Regions from separate parts of the Mus musculus genome. Here region 1 is linked to region 2. A link is a contact called in public Hi-C data. All regions are on one chromosome and are shown on one strand. The core of a region is the stretch at or near the end of the contact, and the rest is flanking DNA. Distances in the headings are between cores, read along the strand shown. Region 1 has its middle 85 kb from the start of Gm527. Region 2 overlaps Lrfn5 (leucine rich repeat and fibronectin type III domain containing 5).

Evidence for each region. A called contact is a pair of places that touch in the nucleus more often than the background predicts.
Region 1: a Hi-C map of cortical neurons shows a contact between it and region 2, with 2.2 times the contacts expected there. The contact joins two enhancer-like sites. A contact is called at or near these places in 9 of 484 Hi-C or Micro-C datasets (cerebral cortex, cortical neurons, differentiating embryonic stem cells and 5 more).

What each region holds. Positions count from the first base shown.
Region 1 is chr12:64,829,227-64,835,613 of GRCm38.p6, reverse strand. No RefSeq gene overlaps it. Among named protein-coding and RNA genes, the nearest start is that of Gm527, 85 kb to the left of the region's middle. Within about 2 kb of position 3,048, at least 10 of the 459 cell types and tissues checked have an H3K27ac peak or open chromatin away from gene starts, as enhancers often do. A contact at or near this core is called in cortical neurons, where this site is marked.
Region 2 is chr12:61,839,118-61,845,500 of GRCm38.p6, reverse strand. It overlaps Lrfn5 (leucine rich repeat and fibronectin type III domain containing 5), which reads right to left. Exons shown (of 6, transcript NM_001310586.1): 3 at 4,689-6,093; 4 at 1,477-2,189. The coding sequence starts at 6,073. Among named protein-coding and RNA genes, the nearest start is that of Lrfn5, 320 kb to the right of the region's middle. Within about 2 kb of position 2,655, at least 8 of the 459 cell types and tissues checked have an H3K27ac peak or open chromatin away from gene starts, as enhancers often do. A contact at or near this core is called in cortical neurons, where this site is marked.

The DNA.
Region 1 (6,387 bases), core at 1,799-4,298, 3.0 Mb before region 2:
GTTCACCCACCTACCTCCCCACCCTTGCATTCCCCTACACAGGGGCATGGAGCTTTCAAGGGAGCGAGGGCCTCTCCTCCCATTGATGCCCAACAAGGCCATTCTCTGCTACATATGCAGCTGGAGCCATGGGTCCCTCCATGTGTACTCTTTGGTTAGTGGTTTAGTCCCTAGGAGCTCTGGGGTGGGGGTAGGAGGTATTGTTTGGCTGATGTTGTGGTTCTTCCTATTGGGTTGCAATCCCCTTCAGCTCCTTCAGTCCTTTCTCTAACTCTTTGACCCCGTGCTGAATCCAATGGTTGGCTGCTAGCATCTATCTCTGCTGAAATTCTTTATTTTTATAATTTTAAGAATTTGGTGTAAAAGAACTGTTCACCTTGTGTGGGCAGGAAGAGAGAACAAAGTGCCAGGACAAGGTAAGTCATTTAGGAAACATTTCCCATAACCTTTATACAGCCCATATACCAATAATGCCATCGTATTGAGAATCCATCCAGGCATTAGTCCATTCTCTAGGACAAACTCTTTAGGATTCATACACCTTTCCCAAACTTATTAGCTGGTAACTAAACCCCTAGCACATGCATCTTTTGGAAGACATTTTGTTTCTAAATCATAACACTAACTTCTTGACATTTTTATTTGAAAGACCAATTCAATTACAGATTTAATGAATTCAAAATAGGACTAAGATTTCATTTCCTAAATTGTGTCCTCACCTATGTCTCTCCTTTAGAGTTTAGTGCCTTTTTAAACCTATATGTTTTATAACCAGCAGCAACAACAAAAAGAACCATGTCTTTCTTTAAAACTAACTTGTGCCTAAATAGCTTTGCGAAAGTATAACACTAAGTGAAGAATTCTGTTGTACGCAATTGATGATCTTGACTATTCAGGATACTATCAGAGCAATCAATGCAAAGACATATCTAAAACTCTGGACAGTTTCCTTCCTTTCAAGAAATGGTAAGAGCACTTGACATGAGTTCAACACTCCATGTTCATTGAAACATTTCCTATAATAGTGGAGATGGAAATAGCCAACATAGGTTAATTAAATAAAAATTTTATGTATACACAATGGAATATTAATGTCTTGAAAAAGAAGGAAACACTTCAACTTCTGAAAACACAGAGAGTCCTTGAGGACATTGTGCTAAGAGATGAGCCAATTTCAGAAGGATAAATGCTGATTCCACTTAAGTGAGCCATCCACAATTGTGAAACTTAAATATTACAACCCATCTCATTGCTATAACCTTCTTCTCAATATGTCACTTTGTAAAAGTAGCTTTCATTTGCCTGATCAAATGTCATCTCTGAGGCTTATTGCTTCAGTCTGCTAGCCCTGGCCTAGTCCTGGAAGCTTCTAGCCTCCGCACAATTATGTAGGCCTAGAATGTTTTCAGCCTCTGAGACTTACTGCTGCATAAGCTCACTCTACTTCTTCCTGAACTCTAGCTGGCTTGTTCAACTCAGCTGTTCTGACTGAAGCTCCTCTCCCAGCTGACTTACTCAATGTGGCTTCTCTCTCAGCCTCTGAATTGTTATGCTTGGCCTCAAACTAACTAGTAATCACTTCTAAACTTTTGACTCCTTCTCATTCCCTTGCTTCTTCTGTCTTTACCTGTGTCTAGCTTGTTCTCTCTTCCATCCTTCTCTGTAAAGCTCTCCTGGTAAACCTGACTCCTTCTCCCTCTCATTGCTGCTCCACTCTTCCTCTCAACTCTACTGCACAGCTCTCCATATACATTACTGTATTCCTGTGCTTGGAACCGCTTCCTCCTAGTTCTGGCTCTACCTTAAGTAGCTTGTCTCCCTTCTCCTCTCCTGAGAGTTGGGCATATCCTAGTCTGTCAAATCTTTCTCTGATTCATCACATTTTATGCTACTCTATCAGATATAATTTTCAAACATGGGTGCTCCCTTTTACAAACTAACTGTACCTTCATTGTTTAGAGTTAAAGATGAATACTAAGGGAGTGTCTGTATCCAGCCAGAGGGATTAGAGATGTGTGCTAAGGGCTGAGACACACCACATCTAGAAACAGGGTCAAATATCCCATAACGCCACTTCTTTATGTCATGCAAATGACTCAGCTTCCCCATTCACCATATATATATATATATATATATATATATATATATATATATATATATATAATTTATATATAAATTACTTAATACACGGTCTTTCTACATAGCACCAACTGTTCTGGAACCCTCCTTGTATACCAGGTTGGCCTCAGACTCATGTAGATCTGCCTCATGAATGCTGGGACTAAAGGCATGCACCACCACCGCCACCACCGCCTCATCTTTTAAGTCTTGACCTGCAAATGCATACATCCTGTGGCATCATCTTCCTCCACTAGTTTACTTTCATTCCCTGCTCTCACTTGCATGTGGTTTCAACCACATGATCATTCCCTAGTTCTGGAAAATATGCCCTACTTTTAGAAAGGACCCTCTTCAACCATTCTCTTTGGCATAAGCCTCAATGTTTCTCATCTTCTGTCTTGTAAACCTGTAACCTGTTCTCAGTCGTTGGAGTCCATTCTTCTGTGAAACTTTCTTTACGGCTGGTGCTCTAAGACTTGTGCTCACAGTCTTGTAACCCCCTCCCCACCCCAAATAGAATTCTATCACAGCTTATTAGTATGCTGTGACTCCTGTAAGAAATCATGACAGACTGGTCGCTTAGCAACAGGCATTCATCTCTCAGAATTTTTAGCTAAAAGTCCAAGATCAAGGAATTAACTGGTTTGATTTTCCCAAGGCCCCTCCCTCCCTTCTCTCTCCCTCCCTGTAAGGGCCACTCTTAAGGTCTGCAAACAGCATTTTCCTTTACTGGGGTTCTTTTGTGTGCTCAAATGTCTTTTTCAGATTAGATGCCCATCTGAAGGGTCTTACTTCACTTTTGTCGAACACAGCTGCATTCTGTGGTATTCAGGGTAGAGCTTCACCATATGTATTGGGGCAGTGAGCAACATTCAGCCCATAACGAACAGTTTGAAGCTTTGTAATTATCACAGTCTAGGAATCTGTAATTTCAGCGAACACAAGGGTAAGTCTGTGCAATCCGCCATGGTCATTACCCAATCTGGCAGCACCGTAGACAGACCACTTGTTGAATAAATGCACACTTAGTGGAAGAGCCTGAAAGAGCCTGAAAGGCTACATCACCATGCACTGCAAATGGCAGGTGTGACTAATGGTGGTGATGATAACCAGATGGCTCTGCTGACTCGGGATCCTGCTTGAGTTTGTCCTGGGGTTCTTGTTACCTTAAAAAACATTGACTTCTGAGTTTCCGTTGCTGATTTATATCCTTGATATTCCATACAAGACTCTAACCAAGTAACTACAGTACCAGGGCAAAAATAGCAGTAGTACAGCTTCAGTAATTAGTAATAACTGATTTAATTTCAATGGGTGTATTTATGGCAAGGAAATTCGTCTAAATAAAATCACTTAAAATGTCTTTAAATGGCAGTCATTACTCATCTATTACTTGGCAGCTTTTGCGTTCACCATTTACATCAGCCATATCTCATTGTTTTGCTGATTGGCTACTTGAAATCCTCATCCCCAATTACATTAACCCGCATTCTTTTTTTAAAAATTGATTTGTTTACTTTAAAACTGGAAAAAGTAAGATATTTACTTTTAATGCATGTATATGTGTGTGTACAGGTATGTACAAGCGCCCACAGAGGCCAGAGGAAGGTGTTGGATCCCTTAGAACTACAGTGTCCCACAGTTGTGGCCAGCCCAGTGAAGAGAACTGAGCTAGAGCCTTCTGCAAGAGCAGTACCTGTTCTTCACCACTGACTCATCTTTCTGACTCCCAAAAATGTGTTTAAAAGAAATAGTAATGCTCATTTTGCTTTCTAGGCAAACATAAAAAGTCTAGAAAAGGAAGGCTGATGAATACAACATAACGGGGACAAACAAATAGGCCTTGAATATGACATTTTATTTCTTGAACTCCTTTGTATGCAGTCTTATAGTAAATATTAGAGAATTTCAATGATTATGTTAAACAAAATATGAAGGAGTTTTGTATTTCATGTATATTTTTCAATAACAAAGGGCTGGGAAAATTACTAATGAAAGCAAGAAAAATTACATCCAATAGCAAAACAAAAACTGTAGGAATTTCTTACATGAGCAGCAGGAGGTACAGCTCAGTGGTAAAGAGTAAAAAGTACTTGCTGTTCTAGCAGGGAACCTGGAGTCAGGTCTCTGCATACACATCGCCTATCTCAGAACCACCTTAAGTCAAGATCCCAAGGATCTAATGCCCTTTTCTGGACTCTATGGGCATCAGACATATACATGATGCACTTAAATAATTCAGTCCTTCTCACACATACATCACTATTTGTGACTGGGATCCCAGAAGCCTGACTTGGGGCAAAAGGGAATGAAAAAGGATAGACACATAGACAGAAAATCTGGAGTCAGGTGAGTGGTGTGCACTCTGATGGACTCACACTAAACTATACCCCCTTAGTGTGTTTATATCATACAGCACAGGGAAAGGAGTTAGCAAGTCTGGGTAGGAGGTCTCTGTAGAGATTGGATAAGCTATCAGGGTCTTAGCCTTGAAGAAATCCCTTTCTCCCTATCTCAGCAGCCACTAGTTGATGTAGCTCATTGTGAAATTTCCCCCCATCCATGGTATATTGATTGGTACCATCATTATGCAAGTCTTTTTAGGAAACCCTATTGTTCATATTTCATGAATGTAGCACCACTGCCATGTCTAGGAGGCACCATCTCAGCTGGTGGTTGGTTCTCAGCCTTTTACAGTCTTTCTTTTCCCTCTTCCAAGGAGTTGTAGATGTACTAGTTAGGGCTAAACTCCCATGGCCATTTTTTCTCCTGCGTTATTGCCAGTTGTATAGCTCTATTATGGCCTCTGTCTGCGGCAAGAATAGGCTTTTTTCTTTCTCTCTTTTTTTTTTTTTTTGGTGAGGGGTAAGAGCTAAGTATTCAGAATATAGAAACTACATTAATTTAGGAAAATGGAAGTAATATGTTCACTCGTGTCAATGATCTCCCCATCCACAACTAGTTAGCTAGGTTTACTGTAACAGTTATGAAAGATAAATAACACTAAGAATGCTTGAACAATCCTTAAGGGAATACTTTATTTCATAAGCTCGCTTAAATGCATATAACATGTACACACACACACACGCACACACACACACACACACACACACACACACACACACACACACACCACATGAGATGACAATGCTAGTCCCAAAGCCAGAGACAATCTAACCAGTGTTAGGCAAGGAAACCCTCCCCTTGAGTAGTGGACCAGGGGAGTCCAAGAGACTCGCAAACTATTAACCTATTGCCACTGTAGCTAGTCAAGACCCTATGGCTGAAAACACCACACACTTTTGAACCAGACTTTTAGGAATCAAACTGGAAATGAGCTTGAAGTCTCCTTGAGGACAAGCTCTCCTAGGATGGGAAGGTGCTATGGAAGCTGACAAGAGAAAGGTGCAATCATCAGTCCTACTCAGCTATAAAGCCCATTAACAGCTGCACTGACTGTCCAGGCCAGATATTCCCAATGGCCTCTATCTTGGGAGTAACCAACATCTGTTTAATTGGACTTAAGGTGGGCTAAAATGTCAGTATTCATGCCTGGAGACTACAGGTTTTTTATTTCGACCATTTGCTTACCAAAAGAGATAGTTCATCTTTCTCACCACTAGATGTCAGGATTGCTTCACCATAAACACAGCATAGCACCCTGAGTGGCCAAAAGTACTGTGTAACTACCAAGTCATTGCTTGGTAGCCTTATTAGTTTCAAAGGGTCAGGAAAGTTCCCTTAGCATCAAAGAACTGAGCAAGACCTTACCTCTGAGTAGGTTAAACAGAAAGTACATAATTTTTTTTTTATTAAGCTGAAGAAAGATGAAGGCAAGAAGTTTAAAAGAGCCAAAGATAATTTTTTAAAAATATTTTTTATTAGGTATTTTCCTCATTTACATTTCCAATGCTATCCCCAAAGTCCCCCATACCCTCCCCCCCACTCCCCTACCCACCCACTCCCACTTTTTGGCCCTGGCATTCCCCTGTACTGGGGCATATAAAGTTTGCAAGTCCAATGGGCCTCTCTTTCCACTGATGGCCGACTAGGTCATCTTCTGATACATATGCAGCTAGAGTCAAGAGCTCCAGGATACTGGTTAGTTCATAATGTTGTTCCACCTATAGGGTTGCAGATCCCTTTAGCTCCTTGGGTAATTTCTCTAGCTCCTCCATTGGGAGTCCTGTGACCCATCCAATAGCTGACTGTGAGCATCCACTTCTGTGTTTGCTAGGCCCCGGCATAGTCTCACAAGAGACAGCT
Region 2 (6,383 bases), core at 1,406-3,905:
TTGGGATACCTGTGTGCTGAGTTGACCCTCCCAGTAAGATGAAAGTAAAATTAGAAAGAAAAAAATGGAACCGTGTGTATCATTTAATAACCCCATATAGGAATGTATCTATGAATCACGACTTCAATGAATCTCCAAGAATGTTTTATCCAGGAAACATACAACTAATTTTACATACTTCTTAAAAGTATTGCATCCCTGCTATAATACATATGATTATATTTATCACAGTCTTTTGTTTTGTTTTGTTTTTAATTTACTTAAAAAGACAAGCATTCAACAGCACATTTATAACAAATAAGAGAAAAAAAAGTCACTCTGATTAATGAGCAATGTGTTAACCAGACAAGTCCTCCTTTCGAAGTTTTTATTTTCTTGGTGATAAAAGCAAACACTTGTTTAAAGAATCAGGCTTGCATTTTTACCTGATTCTTTACCTTTTATTAAAAAATAAAACACATTCATTCAACAGTTGTGCTCAGAATAATTGTGATCACCTTTATATTTCTATGGATTAGCATATATGATAAATGTAAAATAAATTTCCTTTTATATTATCTTCCACTGAAGAATCTGAATTATGGGAAAAAATTGTAGCTTTGCCCAATTTTGGCACCTGAACCAAGACTTTTCTTTAGAAGGTTACTTACTTTAGCCTTCTTGGCAATGCTTAATTTGAATAATAAATTGAAATATTACATTGTTCCTTACAACATAATTGTCACTGAAAATAATATCGTGCCTTCAATTGAAAATGTTCAGCTATCCATAAACAGATTTCTGTTTAAATTACAAAATCTAATTTTTATGTGATAGGGTTTTACCTAAGAAACTGTTACGTATTTTGTGTAGATGGTGGTGTGAGACTAGGATGACGGTCAGAGGACAATCTGTGGAAGTCCATTCTCCTCTTTCCACTATTGGTTCCCATTCACTAATTGGTCAGGATTGGCAGGCTTGCTGCCTTTATAGGCTGAGAAATCGCTTGGCCCTGTGAGTTCTGCTTTTGATTTGCTGTATATCAGAGGGCTTGTATATTAGCCTTAGGGAAGGAGAAGGCACTCTTGTGGTCTCTTGCTCTCCCAAGTTTGCCATTTTATTCATGTAACCTTCATGCATGTATATGAAGGTACTATACTCTTATCTCTTAGAAGGTTTCTAAAATCCTAAGTGGAAGTATCAGACACAAAAGAGAAGAGTTTCAAATTTCAATTTCCTCTGTGAATTATCACTGTGCTTTTTCGAAAGAGAAAATAGATTACACAAAGGATTCTTATACGCACTACACATTTAAAACAGTTCCTTTTCCATAGCAAACATCAGAAATACAGTGCTAAGTCCACATTGCATTCATAGACATGCTTCTCTTAAGAGACAGCTGGGAATTACCATAGTGAAAAGAGTCCTTTAAACCTCCACTGAGGGAGGCCCTGTGCCTGGCTCTAGATCCCTCAGCAGGCACAGTGAGAAACTTACTTGGCTTGGTATGTGCTCTTTGAGATGTGGGCCCCTCTGTAACAGAATCAGGAGGGCAGCTAGCTAACTGCAAGGCAGTTGAGTTGTTCCTGTTAGTGTTTTGGGACTCAACATTTGTGACAGCTTCACTCTGCGGCTCAGCACTTGGCTTCGTGCCAGTCTTTCTTTTCTGCTTTTGAGACACAGGCGCACTTGAAGTCCAGGTAGGAGGCAAAGCAGAGGTAGTGGTAGAAGAGTCCTGACTCGAACATGTTTCTGAAGACTGAATTGCATTGTCACTGGCAACTTTACAGCACTGGGCATTCTCTTCATGGCCCATGGCTTGTTTGGACATGGACTGGGGCAGCGTGACACTGCAGCCTTGCATCTGAGCCCCATTAGTCTGAGAATAAACGTTGCTAACCTTCGTGACCTTGTGTTGCCCATTATTGTTACAAACCTTATACCGGATCATTAGTATGATGATGAAAACCAACACGGATGCAACAATGATTCCACCAATGATAATAATCATGGTGCCACCCAAGAACTGGGACTGCATAAAGTGGCAACGGACATAATCCTGTTCCGTAGTAAACTGGATGCAACCCACGACTCTTGTGGCAGTGAGGGAAGTGATGCCATCGTCATAGATGGCCAAGACACACAAGTCATACATAGTTCCAGATGCCAGATTATTGACCAGAAATGTTTTGCTCGTAGGAGGTATCATTCTGAGGGACAATGGAATAGGTGTTAGTATTAGCAACAAAACAACACATATACGCAAAGTCATTATGGCTTTAGGTCTGTCTCCTTCAATCCTCATTAAGATAAGCACATTTACAGCAGATATGAAACATGGAGATGTGAACTGATCTTATATTTACCCAGTTAGAAGAGCCGAAAGCTCATTGTTACAGTTCGCATTATATTAATGGTGCCTGCACCAGGCCGTGACAAGCTTACTAATTACAATGCTTGGCAAAGCAGGACTCCTAATAAAAAGCCATTGCTAAAAAAATCATTTATGACAAATTGCTTTCGAAAGGTGTGACTATGACATTATCTGACTACTAAACAAATCCATTTAGCACTTACAACACCTCTATGGCTGAAAGGCAATTTGAAGGGAGAGAAAACACTGACAATCACATTAGCAACCAGAATGGAATTGTGATTCAGAGCATTTGCTTTCCAAATCAGTAATAAGCTGCTATGGAATGGAACCTGCTGAGGCTGTCTTTACGAACTTCTACTGTTACCAGGATGAACAGATTTTATTTACAGACATCGTGATTTCTTCTGCCTTAGTTTCCAGTTTGTCTTAATGAGTGCGATGTGCATGTGTGAGCAATAACCAGGACACAAAACATTTGGTAAGAGTATGAATTCACTGAGCCAACATATGCCGGTGACAATCTCAATCAAGAGACTTTTTTTTTTTTTTTAATGTTTAGAGAAATCTCTGAAGCCATTCCATAGACATGATTTTTCTGTGTTCCTATTTATTGCTAACTTTTTTCTAAGATGTAACCAAGTACAATTTAAAGTATTATTGTTTTGGAAATAAAGAGTGAAACTAAAATTGTTTCCTGAAAATGAATTATAAATATTTCAAACCATGGTAAAAACTAAAATGGAACACGACATACATAGTGTGCTCTGAATGCAGCAGAAAATTTGCAAGAGCATGTATTCATAACCAAAATCAATGCTGCCAATAAGTCAGTGTATTGTAAATGTTGGATATCAATATATAAACTTTATAAAATGCAATGGATTGGATATTGATGTTCTGAAGATAACATTCACTCTGGTCAGGAATTCAGCAAGGATCTCAGCACCACAAAGAATTTTTTTCTTTGGGATTTTGCCAGTAAAATGTGGACAGAGTTAACACTTATAATGTATGGACAATACAGGAAAGTGGGGTGAGGTCAGTATTTCTCATTGAACAGCAATTGAATATCATCTGTGGAGAGTGTGGAGAGCCTGTGAAACAGCAGTAAACTACATTCTGCTAATACTCATATGTCACAGTGTGCCACCACAACCATTTACTGATGAGAGGGATATTAGAAACCACTTAGCCTAATTGTTCTCATTTTAAAGATGAGGAAATTAAAACTCAATCAGGTAGAACCTGGTCCAAGATTGATTACATAGCTAGCTATTATACTTTTTTTTCCCACTAGTCTACATTTATTTTAAAAAATTAATCTCTTTTCCATACATGAATGAAACACAAATTATTTTCAAGGGTTTAGTTTCTGTATATAAAAACTAAACTTACCCAAAAGGTTATAGGTTTTCAAAACTGTGACTTTAGATCATTTCCTAGGGGTCATAATAATATGTCATGTGTAAAATTATATGGAATAAAAATTGTGAATTTCCAACTGAAAATTGGACAAGATGTGACTATAAATCAATGAGGCTGAACTTTAGAAAAACATACCAGAAACTCATTAGCATATGCAAATTCTCCGTCACTGTCCTGTCCCAGTAGTTGCATACATAACTCCAGTGATACTTTTACTGCTCAAAATATGATGTTTAGCCTCTTTGGAAGTATCTTAAGAACCCATGCACATAAACCAGCATACGCACACATAACTCAACCACTCAAAGCATCAGTCTCAATACTTTATGATTACATCCTATTTATCACCCAAAAGTGGCAATACCCATTTGGTCACCCACCTTATTCACAAGACTTGACTCCAAAAGGCTTTATTTCCAAAATTGAAACTCACCCTCAAAGACGAAGATTTGCCACCACTGAGGATATTCAAAATAGTATGCCGAAGGTTCTAAAGATAACTCCAAAACTGCTTTGAGCAATGGCTGCATCTTTGGGGTAATGGGATAGCCTCCCAACGTGACTTCCTTGAAGGAAAGAACACTCAGGTGGATGTGTAAATTCTGGTATGTTTTTGAAATTTTAAAGTATATCTGTCTTGTATGATAGTCACATCCCTCATACGAGGTTAAAAAAAATAGGCATAGTATTAAATATAAATGTGTACCATTTGAAACAATGCCATTCAAACTTCTTCCCCACATAGACTTATCACTTCATATATGACATTATCCACTAGAAGGCTGGATTGCTACATTTACAGCACAGCATAGCAGTTTCAATTTAGAAACAATACAAAGTCATAGTGCTTAACAAACCCTGCACTGTATTGGTCAGCAAAGATCCATTATGGCTGCATTTGTCTTACCTGTAAACAAGGGTGTCATCATAAGTACCATTGTACTGGATTTGAAACATACGGATTCCGGGAATATTTCTTTGAAAATTAAATTTTAGTAATGCTGTTGACGAAGTTGCTTCTGCCACCACGATTTTATCTTGACTCATTTTTGTATCACCATTACTACTGCTAGCATTCGAGCCTGACTTAGTGGATGTGGAGATATCAGAAGAACCAGGATCAGGCTCATGGATATGATTGGTGCTGTTTAGTAGGTGAGGGAGTTTAATTATGTGAAGATCCACGGTTTGTGTTGCTTCCCCTGCCGGATTGGAAGCAATACAGGTAAAAGCTCCTGTATCTTTTACAGTTGTTATAAGGATGTCAAGTGTCCCGTTATCATACACCAGAGATCGTGTTGCATTTGAAATCAGCTTCCCTTCAGGGGAAATCCAATGAATCGCAGGTTCAGGGTCTCCTCGAGCTTTGCACCTCAGTGTTGCCCTTTGACCCTCCAAGACTCTCATCTCATGTGTATGACGAGTGATGAGCGGAGGCTCACACAAAAACTCTTCCTCAGGAATTGACCAAAAATAACGACCAGTTAAAAGTGCAGGAGAAGCACACGTCTCAAGGTCATCTTCTCGAGACAATCGCCTCAGCCACAGCAACTCACAATTGCAATGCAAGGGGTTTCCACCAAAACTCAATGCAAAAGTCGATGGGCTTATGATTCCTGAGGTGGCCAGCACCTGTGCTCGCTGAAACAGAGGGTCAGGAGGCAGCTTTTGCAGTTTATTTGATGTTACATCTAGCCGAGTCATCTTGTGCAAGTGGGAGAAAGTACCCTTAGGAATGTTGTCAATCATATTGTGATCCAAACTAAGGGTGTGCAAGCTCACCATCTTCTCTACAGCATCCCAGGGAATCGTTTCTAGATTATTATAGGACAGGTCCAGCTCCTCAAGGGCAAAAACATCATCGAAGGCTGTGGAAGAAATTAAAGTCAGCTGATTGTTGTTCAATATCAAATGGTGGAGATTGGAAAGCCCACTGAACATATCATTTGTAATTTTAGTCAATCTGTTGCTATTCAAATGCAGTGCTCTCAAATTTCGTAGATCAGCAAAAGCATGGGGTGTAATAAAACTTATTGTATTCCTGGATAGAGTCAGGTCCACCAAGCTGGTCATATTGGCAAAATCTTTCCTTTTGATATTTGTAACAAAATTGTCTGCCAGCCGTAGCTCCACAGTTCTTCTGTCAATGTTTGGTGGAACAAATAGAAGCCCTTTCTTGGCACAAAGGGTTGCAAGATTTGGAGACAAAATCTGACAGACACAACGCTTTGGACAGATCTGAGCTCGCACAGCTATGCCAATGAGAAACAGGTAAAAAAGGAATTTTTCCATTGTAGATCAGGATTAAGAGCCTGCAAAAAAGATATAAAGGAGAGTTTGAAATTCAATAATTGTATATTTCATTTCTGCACTAGAATATTTTATATAAATAGGATCACAGAAACAGTAGTATTGGTTAATATATCAAATGAGTATTAATATTCTTTGTCTAGTATCTGTGGTAGACACTAAGGAAGAATAATATAACTAGACAGGTTGTAATATTAATTGAAAGAAATTAAAGGATTACTATCTTCTGTAAATTAAGAACCATTCTAAAATATGTCCAAGGTACCTCAAGCAACTTAAATACACATACACA